Regions from separate parts of the Mus musculus genome. Here region 2 is linked to region 1. The links are chromatin contacts, called in public HiChIP or PLAC-seq maps. All regions are on one chromosome and are shown on one strand. Each heading gives the region's core, a stretch centred on a gene start, on an enhancer-like site or on the middle of the called end of the contact. The rest is flanking DNA. Distances are from core to core; before and after follow the strand shown. Region 1 overlaps Gm39349 (a long non-coding RNA gene). Region 2 overlaps Gm34828 (a long non-coding RNA gene).

The links. HiChIP or PLAC-seq counts read pairs in DNA pulled down with a chosen protein or histone mark.
Region 2: a FOXA1 HiChIP or PLAC-seq map of pancreatic cancer cells shows a contact between it and region 1. The contact joins two enhancer-like sites. A contact is called at or near these places in 2 of 39 promoter capture datasets (both in liver), 5 of 484 Hi-C or Micro-C datasets (group 2 innate lymphoid cells, liver and myocytes), 6 of 115 datasets of contacts at active chromatin or transcription factors (CD8 T cells, embryonic basal ganglia, embryonic forebrain and 3 more) and 2 of 9 other capture datasets (adipose tissue and embryonic stem cells).

What each region holds. Positions count from the first base shown.
Region 1 is chr9:61,348,011-61,353,350 of GRCm38.p6, reverse strand. Gm39349 (a long non-coding RNA gene) reads right to left here. Exons shown (of 5, transcript XR_870815.2): 5 at 4,623-5,176. Among named protein-coding and RNA genes, the nearest start is that of Gm39349, 11 kb to the right of the region's middle. Within about 2 kb of position 2,055, at least 45 of the 459 cell types and tissues checked have an H3K27ac peak or open chromatin away from gene starts, as enhancers often do. A contact at or near this core is called in pancreatic cancer cells, where this site is marked.
Region 2 is chr9:61,805,509-61,810,848 of GRCm38.p6, reverse strand. The region is part of intron 3 of Gm34828 (a long non-coding RNA gene); the gene reads left to right. Among named protein-coding and RNA genes, the nearest start is that of Gm34828, 14 kb to the left of the region's middle. Within about 2 kb of position 2,103, at least 47 of the 459 cell types and tissues checked have an H3K27ac peak or open chromatin away from gene starts, as enhancers often do. A contact at or near this core is called in pancreatic cancer cells, where this site is marked.

The DNA.
Region 1 (5,340 bases), core at 806-3,305:
CTGATTCTAGGAGCCAGGATCTCATTATCTCCAGTGATGTTGAGGGATAATAGGCTACACTTGAAGGCTGCTTTTCATCTTCAAAGCCCTTGGCAGACTGTTCATTAGCCTCTCCACCCCCACCCCACCCCCAGCCTGCCCCTTGATAGAGATAAGTGCTCTTAGGTTAGGAGGGGCACCCAAGGGATGCCAGGGACTTCCCCTCAGGATACAAGACTGAGCAAAAGTCAGAGGGGGAAGGCTTGGAGCCTTGGATTCTGGCACCTTCTCTTTATGGACCCGGACTCCCTGGGCTCCTTCTTTCCTAGTAGGAGGGTAAGATAGCTTGGGGCAGGAGGTCAGATTCCAAGATGATTGAGGAAGAATCCAATCTAGAGATGCCCCGTCCTTTGACATGGCAATGGTGTTGCATCTGCAAAGTTCAGGCTTTATGGCAGTGCAATCAACTTATAAAAGAAAATGTGTCTTTTAAAAGAAACCCTCATATTTTAAGCAATGTCATGACCTTGTATTGAGTCACCTTCTTAGCTATCCTGTGATGTGTGTGGTTATTCGACACAGCTTGGATAGGCCTACTGCTTAGCCTACTGCTTCTTCTATAAAGTGATGTCTAAGATCTGATTGGACCAAGGTCAAGAAAGTGACTAGCACTCCTCTTGGGGTTTAGGGTGGATGGCTGTGAATAATTTGGGGTGGGGTGGAGGAAACTTGATGATTGAGAGAGACCAGTTGGGTGGGAATGGGTTCAAGAGTAGAGATTGGCTCCTGTGCTTCCCCGACTGTCCCAACCCTTAACCCCAAGGCCAACATGAACTATCATTTATCTGCACATTGCCAAGGGAGGTCACTTCTGTCTGCCCAGTCTCTTTTATTGAGCCAGAAAATCAAGGCAGATGGAGATCCCAGGCAGGCCTGGCTTTTGAGTCTCCCAGAAATGGGTCCCCATCTCCTACACGCCACACACTCGAAGACAAATGAGGGAAGCTCAGCACAGTTCTGGGAGGATTGAGCAAGGTTGCTTGTGTGGTATCCATGGTGGCCTGAGAGGTCAGGAGCTGTCCAGTGACCCGAGTCAAGGGACGTGGGATGAGTGTTCAGGTCCTTGATCACTGTGGGGAGGGGCTTAGGCAATGGGCTTTATCAGCCTCTGTCGTAGGTTGCTATGGGACCCAAAGAGGAGACCTGAGAAATATCTCCCATCCTTGACAGTCATTCCTTAACATTCTGGAACCTTCTACATTTCAGAGCCAGAAACTCATCTTTTGCCCTACGCAGTGCACCAAGGAAGTTATAGAACAATAACTTTAAAAATATTTTTACATTTATTTATCTTATTTTATGGGTATTTCACCTGCATGGATGTGTGTGCACCATGTGTGTGTGACTGGTTCCTGAGGAGGTTAGAAGAGGGCTTTGGGTCCCCTGGCACTGGAGTCACAGAAGTTTATGAACCACTATGTGGGTGTTGGGAATTGAACTTGGGTTCTCTACAAAGGGAATAAGTGTTCTTCAGTTGCTGAGCTATCTCTTCAGCCCCATGACCCCATGAAATAGAATTTAATACTTCATGCTCTTTGTCCAAACCCACCAAAAGCAGGAATTAAATAAAATGTGGGGCACACATCTGTAATCCCAGCACTCCAGACGTGCAGACAGGAGGAAAGAAGTTCTGGTTTATCCTTGACTACCTAGTGAGTTCATGACCAGCGTGGGTGCTTGTGAAATGACCTACCGACCAAGTAAATAAGTAAATAGTAAGGAAATAAGGTCCCTGCTTTCCCCCCCATATCCATCTCAGTATCTCAGTCACAGTAAGAGATCAGTAAGTGTTGAATGAAAAAAAAAAAAAAAAACCCTCCACTGGCCAGTATACAAGACCACTCCCAGGCATATTAAATGAGAGTACAATCATCCATTGAATGGGCTTCCTTCAAAAGAGCCATATATCCTGGAAGCTCCATTCCAGACGCCCAGATGGCAGGGCCTGGGAGAGTTCCGAGTTATTCCTATTGAAACTGTTTCCTCTCAGAGGTCCAGAGTTCAAAAGCAAGGCATTTGCCACAAACAATTGGTCCAGTGTGAGAGGATGTGGCTGGCTGGGCTCCAGGGCCTCGTGGGACTTTGAGCAGTTACTAATGCAAATAGAAGGGAAAAGACTTATCCCGGGGGCAAATGTGGTCACCCAGAAATGCAGCCTCTGGCAACAGAAGGGAAAGAGAAGGTTAGGCTCTGTGCTTTGGGGAGAATGTCCTAGGACTTTGGAGGGGACTCGGGACTTCAGTCAGGAGGTGTAGGCCTCAGCAGAGAGCTAGGTCTCACATAAAAGTTTCTGTCTCTCTCACCTTTGTCTTAAGGCTGAGGGTAGTGGTGGCACATGACTGTTCACATGAATTAGTTAGCGGCAGAGGGCATCAGGTGCTCTGACCTGCTATTGTCTGCCTTGTCCCCTTGAGACAGGGTCTCACTGAGGCTGGAGCTCCCAGTTGAGGGTTGTGCTAGTTGGGAATCCCTGGTTTCCACTCTCCTCAGTGCTAGAGTTACAAGAGGGTCACTTGGCTTCCACATAGGTCCTGGGGATTTGAACTTAGGATCTCATGTGTGAACATTAGACACTCTTATCCACCAAGCCATCTCCCAGTGCTCAGAACTAAGTTTCTGTTCACCCAACTCTGACTCATTTCCCAAGGAAAATTTTCGCAGTTCAGGGTTATGGGCAGGCATATCAAGGAATCTTCCTGATTGGCGCACTGACTTCAGAATGCAGCTCTTTCTCTCTTGTGCTGAGGATAGCCCTCTACTGAAGGTAGGTAGTATCCGTGAGTGACCTTCTGCTGTGACATTTGTCCCTGCATTGCTGACTATGCACATGGTCTTCCCAGCCTTTGTCCACACCTTCCCTCCTTTCGAGTCACCTCTTCTCATATACTGGGTCCGATCATCATCCATTCTATGAAGGCTTTCTCTTCTCACCACAATCAGTAGGGACCCAGAGAGTAAGTGTGGAAGGAAAAGAGAAAAAGGGGGCAGAGAGAGCATTTGGAGCTACCTGGATGTTTGTCACTAGGCATGCATTGAGCATCCAGTACCATGTGCTGTGCGGAACTTGCTGAATGTGCACATTCCCAGTCCCCTCACCACGCCCCAGCAAAGGATTTCATTCCTACTCAGCTTTAAAGGTGTGTGTGTGTGTGTGTGTGTGTGTGTGTAGGGACAGTGTGTGGAGGACAGAAAACAACTTTTTGGGGTTGGTTCTCTCCTTCCGCCTTTTTTGAGTTCCAGAGCTTGAACAGATGTCACCGGGCTGGCCCCGCCAAGCTCTTTCACCCACTGAGCTGTCTTGCGGGTTTTCATTCTCCTTTTAAAGCCCATGCTGTGGTAGCAACTGCACTACACTCCTGCTTCTCCTTCTGGGCACTGGGTGGAATTTCACTTCTTGACCCAATGTGCTTAGGTGGAGCCATGGGAACAGTTCCAGACAATGATGTGTGAGAGGAAGTGGCCATCATTCTAGGGTGACGAGTGCTTCCTGTTTCTTCCTGCATGGTGACAGGCCAGCAGTGCTTGAAGAGGTGGCTGTTTTCCCCAACTTTCGCCAAGTGCCTCCCGACCTAGGATACACATAGAATACTAGTGAGCAAGAAATCCAATTTGATGACTTACCACAGAGGTCTGGACTTGTTTTATCCAGCCCATGCTGACCAAAGCATGGTTAGTGTTGATCGTTGCCATGACAAGATTTGGAATTACCTGGAAAGGGAGTCTCAGTGAGAGATTGTGTAGACCAGAAAGGCCTTTGGGCATGACTGTAAGGGTTTTTCCTTATGTGGGTGAACTGAGATGGGAGGTTCCACCCTGAATGTAGGCCACACCGTATATCATGGGCTGGATGGCCCCTGGACTGAATAAAAAGAGAGATGGAGTGGAATGTAAGCATCCCATAACTGCTTCTTGACTGTGAATACAACGTCATGAGGTGCCTCGAGCTCTGACTGCTGGGACCCTCAACCTCCACATGATTGAGCTTAGTCAGTCTTCTCTCCAGTAAGTTGCCTTCATCAGGGTATTTATCATAGCAACCAAACCCCAAAACCAAACCCAAGCCTTGGGAGGATCTGAATAGCTCTGGGAATGAGGTAGCATTGATTAAACACTTCTACTGAAAGGTGAGGGGGGCCAAGCAACTGGGCTCAGTGTTGTTGCCTCAAAGATGCAAGGCATGGGTCTCTTTTGGTCCATCTGGAAGGATCAGCCCTGAAACTTGTGCTTGGTCCACACAGAAACCTTTTGGCTAGCCTGCCCTGTGCATCCACAGTGGCCCCACAGGACAAGGCAGGGCAGGGCTGGTGGGAAGAGAGGGCTCCCAGGAGGGCCTTTCCCTATCTATGCTCCCCCCCACCCCGTCCCCCCCCTCCGTGGGCTTCCTTGTCTTTTTAAATGACCATGAAACAGCTCGAAGACAAGTGCCAGCTAACAAGGTTAAAGGAGCCTTAAAAACAAATGACGCCACCCCCCCACACTCAATTCACTGCTGAGTAAAATTTGTCACTTCAGTAAGCATTTTATTGGTAATTACAGAGTTACTTTATTTGCATATTACAGAGCTGTGAGCAGCCCTGGCGAAGATGTTTAGTGTCCCTGAGCATCTTGGAGGGAATTACTCAACCCAGACAGGGAGAATTCAGTAATTATTCCCTTAAAACGGGAATTTGCTAATAACTTTGCAGTAGATCACTTTATTTTTTACTACCCAATAAAGCAATTAAATAATAAGCAATTAAGTGCCAAAGTGACTCTGCAGAAGACCTGGCCCAAATCTGGCCTCTGTTGCATTTTGAAGGGGCAGTTAAGTCTAGCTTCAGGAACACCAGAATCAGGAACCAGAAAAAGCTGACACCAGGTTTCCCCCCTCTCGTCTTTAGAGTGGGGTCCAGGAGCCCAAGATGGCTGAAGCGCCATCTGTACTTGGAATAAGGCCCAGCGGTCCTCCCTGAGGCCAAGCCTGAAGGCCCTGGAATCCAGCTGGCTGTGCTCACAGGTAGCTCCAGCACTTGTTATTCAGGTAACGTGGACAGGTGGCTCAGGCTGTTCCCGGCCTTCATGTTCTTCAGTAGTGAGGCTCCTGAAGATGCAGGTGTCACCTGGGGACTGTGGTGATCATGACGTAAGTGAAGTAGGGCTCAGAAGAGAGGAAGTAGTCAGTGAGCATGCAATCCACTGTCTGGCCCAGGGCCCACTGCCACCACACCAGTGAGAACTGGGTCTCTGCCAGGGAACGTTATGAAAGGAGCGAACGGAAAGGTGATCCGTCAGCAAGGTGTGGAGTGGTGGGCAGTCAGGGGC
Region 2 (5,340 bases), core at 854-3,353, 460 kb before region 1:
AGCCATAGAAGGAGGAAGAAGCCAAGTAAGGGAATAGACCATGGTGGCTAGCTTTAGGATTGTAATCTACTGTGATTTTTTTTTTTTTAGCAAGGCAGAGAGAATAAGGGAGAAGGGCAAGGCCTGCCAGAGTCATGTTTGCCAGACTGAGCTGGCCAGAGTCCCTTCAGCATTTCCTGAAGGTTCCACAACCTCTTCACGTATAACCCCAGGAGTAATCCCTTACCACATTGGCTTTGGCAGAATTCTCAAGGCTGAGTCAGAACAGCATCTCTGTTTCATCAGTTATAGCCAAGAATGGGTTGTGGCCAAAGGGACGATGTAGACGAGAGGGTGTTCCTCAGAGAAGAGAGCACTGACGAGGTGGGCATGTTTGCTACAGTGTCAGAAGATAAGGAACCCAGATGGCTTTGCCATTGGATGAAATAGTCACAGGCTCGCAGAAGATGCCCTCTCTGTATTTTTAACAAAAAAGAACTTCCCAAGCTTGGAGTCCAAGTTGTCACAGGGGCCTACGTGACAGCTGATTTGTAGTCCAGGTTGTCACAGGGGCCTACATAACAGCTGATTTGTGAGGCATTTCTCCCTCATTTACCAAGTCTTCAGAGAGAACAGTTAGTAAAATATGCTAATGGCCAATTTTTGCAAATGACCATTTTGGTGCTCCCAGACCATTGGGGCAGGCTGAAGCTAATTTCTAGAATGTCCCCTTGATGATGCTGGCAACCGCTTTAATACTGACCTAGAGTTAGGCCATGGATCCTGTTCCAAAAGTGCTAAGTCTGAATTTGCTTTACTTGTGGGCAATGAAAAGCCACCCTATGTGGGTGCCTTGCCCCTGGATATCCTGTGGCTGTCTAGTCTCAGGAATGGCTGGTTGTGGTGTGGGAAGTTGGGCACAACCTTGTGAGGTAGTCATCTTTAAGCACTTATTAACGCCGCCTTGAGCCTTCATCCCATACTGGCTTCATGAGCTTCTCTGCTCTCCATTGAGATTGGAAGCTATGTATGTGACACTGAATGTGTCCCCCCCACCCCCATCTTTTTTCTGAGACAGGGTCTCATGTGTCCCACATTGGCCTTGAACTCACCATGTAGTCAAAGATGACTCTGAGCTCCTGATTTTCCTGCCTGCATCTCTGGAGTGCCAGGATTACAGACGGTCTCCGTCATATTAGTTTATGTGGTGTTGAGCAAGTAATCTGCCGGCTGAGCCACATTTCCGGCTGATATGCATCCTTCCTCTATATCACCCAGGGCACCCCCAAAGGCTGACGACCACTGTGGCTTTTCCCCGACCACCCCTGCTTTGGGTAGGCCCCCAGAATGATCCTGACACCTATCCCTATACCCAAATATGAATGGAGGTCACCATGGCCCGTCTCCTGGGATGACCATTGAGAACATCTAATGGTGGCATATCATTAGGGCTGCCAAAACCATTCTTTCCAGAGGAGAGAGTTACTCTTAAATATGAACTCATAGCAGCATCAAAGCAAGCCCACAAAAGCCCACAGCGAGGAATTTTTTTTCTAAATCTATGTCATTAAAACATGGTAGGTGCAAGGGCTTGTCTGCAGGCCCCTCCCACTAAGCTACGGTGATTGACGTCCAGTAGGCCTTCATCTGTCATGCTCGGCTGATGAGGGGATTCATCGATTCTCTGCTTAGTCACCCGGGGCCCGTGAGTACCAGTCCCCACAGGCCTTTCCCATAGATGCCAACTACAGGGTTTGGCTAATAGCCCCAGACTTCTTTACCTTCCCTTTTTACTGACCCCACCCCTAAAGGGCAACCTCCCCTAGTAACCTTTCCAGTCGCTGTGACTCCTCTGGAGTGTTGACTGAGCCAGAGAGCATGCTCCCTCTCTCCCCTCTTGTGTTTGCTCAGTGGAGGAGCCAGCCTTAGGTTCCTCTGTCTTTACAGGAGCCTCTCACAGGGAGGGGTTGTGTGTGTGTGTGGGGGGGGGGTTGTTGGGGAGCAAGGGTGGGGGAGGCAGGGTGGCTTCCTGCCCTGCTGTTGGTTATCACAGGCTCTGCTAATGCTGCTCAAACAATATCGAGAAGAACCCAGCTCAATAGCACCAGTGTTAGGCCGCAGAGTCAATATTGGCTAAGCAAACACCAGAAAAGAAGGAGTTGCTATTTGCGTAGCTAGGAGTGCTTGTGTGCTGTGGCTGCCTTGTCAGGGGCCCTTGGAAAGGAAGGAAGGAGGTGGGGTTGTAGGTGGAGGGCCCAGGAGAGAAGGGCTAACAGGGACTCCTACCTAGCGGGTGCCAACAGTCGGCTTCAGGATTCCTTGTGGTACATCTGAGCACATCTAGCAACCTGCCTTCACCCCTCTGCGTTTTCTACCCAGAATGTTAGAGTGGTTGCCAGATGTCCATCGGAGAAGCAGGGAGGGAAAGCCTCCCCCTGCTGAGATCCAACTGGCAGGTTGTTTAGTTAGACTGAGGAACTCAGGGTCAGAGTTGGGAGAAGGTTTCCCTTCCATGTCTCTTGGGCCTCCAGCTCCCCGTTTTTCCTCTGTGTCCACACTGGCAGCCCCCTTGAAAAGAAAACGCAGTGTGCAAGTATTTCTGCAGCCCGAAGGCCATTCAGCAGCTGACCAGCCAGCTGTGGCCACCGCCCGGCCTGGCCTCAAGAAGCGAGGTGGCTGCGTCTCAGCTCATGTCCCATGTTTGTCTCTAGAGAATTTTGGGCTCTCGTGGCTCTGAGTGGTGACCTTCCCAGAACGATGTACCTATTTATAGAAGTCTGTCCTTGGTTTTGCTTCTTCTTCTGGGCCACCAAGGATGGGCCTGGGTGAGCTTGACCCCTGTACGTGGACAAGGCTGGGTTTGTGGGAGGGCATGTGGCAGGTTGGTGGGGGAACAGGCTGTGTCTTGGTTCTTCATGGAACACTGTAGAGTCCCTCTTTGTACTTGATGGGGTGTGTGGTACACAGACTATTTGTAGACTGGGGAAGGCACAAGGCTTGGGCTTCTGGTGCCACAATCACCAGTCCTAGATACCAGATTTGAGCTGGAACACCGGAGACAGTACCCAATGACTTTAGCCATGTCCTAATGTCCTAACCCTCGAGTCTTTGCCACTCAAGGCTCCTGCCACTCCCAGACAGAGGTGAGTTCAGGAATTCAGAGAATGAGGTACCATGCAAGTTTTAGATACTATCCCTCCTCTGGAAGCTGAGTGCTCTGTTGACCCTGGAGCACAAAGGGAGGCCACCCTTGAGCAGTTTTGAGGGTATGTGTGCGTGTATGTGAATGCCTGACCACAAGCTTTGGCTCTGAAACATGGCGTTTTGGCAAGGAGGGAGGGGAAGCTCCTTTGTGCTCACATATGGCAAAGGATGGAGATATGTTCCTGTGTCAGGATTGAAGGCAAGAGGATGTTGGTACAGGGCCATGTTTATGCAGACTGAAGACGGCCCCTCCTCCACCCCACTCAGCCTTCCCCTCACCCCTGGTGATGTGAGGACATCCAAGCAGGTATCTGCCTGTTTGGTTCTCATAGCTGTTAGCCTCTTTCTTGTCCCCAAGCCATTCTTCAGAGCTGCTGCTGATTTCTTCATAGACTTGGTTGGGGCCTGCTTAGCTGAATCGGCCCAAAGATAGAAGTATTTCCTATATGGGTACCCCATTTGTGAGGCCATGTGTGGAAATGGGGTCCTGTCCCCTCCAGAGGTTGATTGTATAAGAAGGGATATCTGGGAAGGCTCGGGACATAGCCCAGCCTAGAGCCTCTCACTGTGGTCTTATCCTGGGCCCTTCACTCCAGGCTCTCTGCAGGTGTCTTTTCCATTCTGGTAGAAGGTAGGTAATGAGACTCATGGTGTCACAGAGTAACCATAGGGACTCAATGGTGACAGGGAGGGCAGCCATGGGCTCCGCACACAGGCCTTAGGACCCAGCCTCATTCTTACTTCCTAGGTATTCTGAACCATGTGTCATGATTACGAAGGAAGGAGAGAATAAGCTCCAATTGAAAGCAATTTGATTTCAAATTCACATCCCGCCACTTTGGGCCATACAGGAGCTTTAGATATCCTACCCTTGGGGTGCTACAAGGATGGGAACAGATAGCATATGTGTGGATCATAGATATATCATGGTCTTGATGCCTGAAGCTTAGTCCTCAACACCCTGTGCCTTCCCTCTGATCTTTCCGAGCCTCACAGGCAGCACAGGTTTCACATCGATCAGATGGTCTCTGTAGGACCACACTTTTCATGCCCCAGTGGGCTCTTCTTTCAGGGAAGGGTGACAGGATGCCAGTGATGAGCACCTGATGGCTAGGCTTTAAATGCCAATTCAGAAGCTGTTCACTACCAGGCCAGCGCCTGAGCCCCTGAACTTGCTCCATCTTTGCAACAGGCCTTATGATGTTTAATTTAGAGGTCACAGAAAGTCTGAATGCGGACACAGTTACAGGTCCCGCTTTAGTGTGGTTTAAAGGCACAGCTAGCTCCAGAAGATTCTGATACACAGCAGGTTGTTGGAGTGAAGATGGCTGCTGGGAAATGTCCCATGATCCTGCCCCACAGTGCGGGCAGCTGAGCAACATGTGGCACTGACAACAATAATGTCTTTCATCCCTCTGGGTCCCCCAAGGCCATTTTGTGCTACAGTTACTAGCAGTATTCTCCACTCCCCCCTGCCTGGTCTCCCACTGGGGCCTGGCTCTGTGCTAAGGCTGTTTGCATGCTCCCTGCACCAGTTGGCAAGAACTACCTCAGAACATGCCAGTCTGTGGCCACAGCATGTTCTCTGATGTCTCTGAAGAGGCCTGTAACATGAGTACTCAATGGAGCAGGTCCAACAAAGAACACAGGATGAAGAAGTCTGGGACTCATGGTCACCTTGCCACTGGACGTGAGGACCACATGAGTGTCTCTAGCCAAGAGATCCTCAGCGTTATAAAGGGGTGGAGAGATGGATCAGCAGTTGAGAGTGCACAGTGCTCTTCTAAAGAATCCACATTCAGTTCCCAGCACCTACATTGAGGGGACTCATAACTGCCTCTAACTCTAGTTCCAGAGAATCTGATGCCCTCTTCTGACCTCTGAAGGTACACACACACACACACACACACACACACACACACACACACACACACAGAAGCAGGGCATGAATGCTATCCCTCTCTATCCCAAGAGGCTGAGTTCCTGGTGGTTTTTCCACCATCAGAGTCCCTGTGGCATCTTGTGAATGGCTGGGTGGAGTGTATACTTCGGGAAGTGCATAGGGACAGGCTAGTGACTCTTTGGGACACACACTTTTGCCTCTCTGTTCAGCTCCATGCCTCCCCCCAGGGGCTGCTTGCCTGATGACAGCCAGAG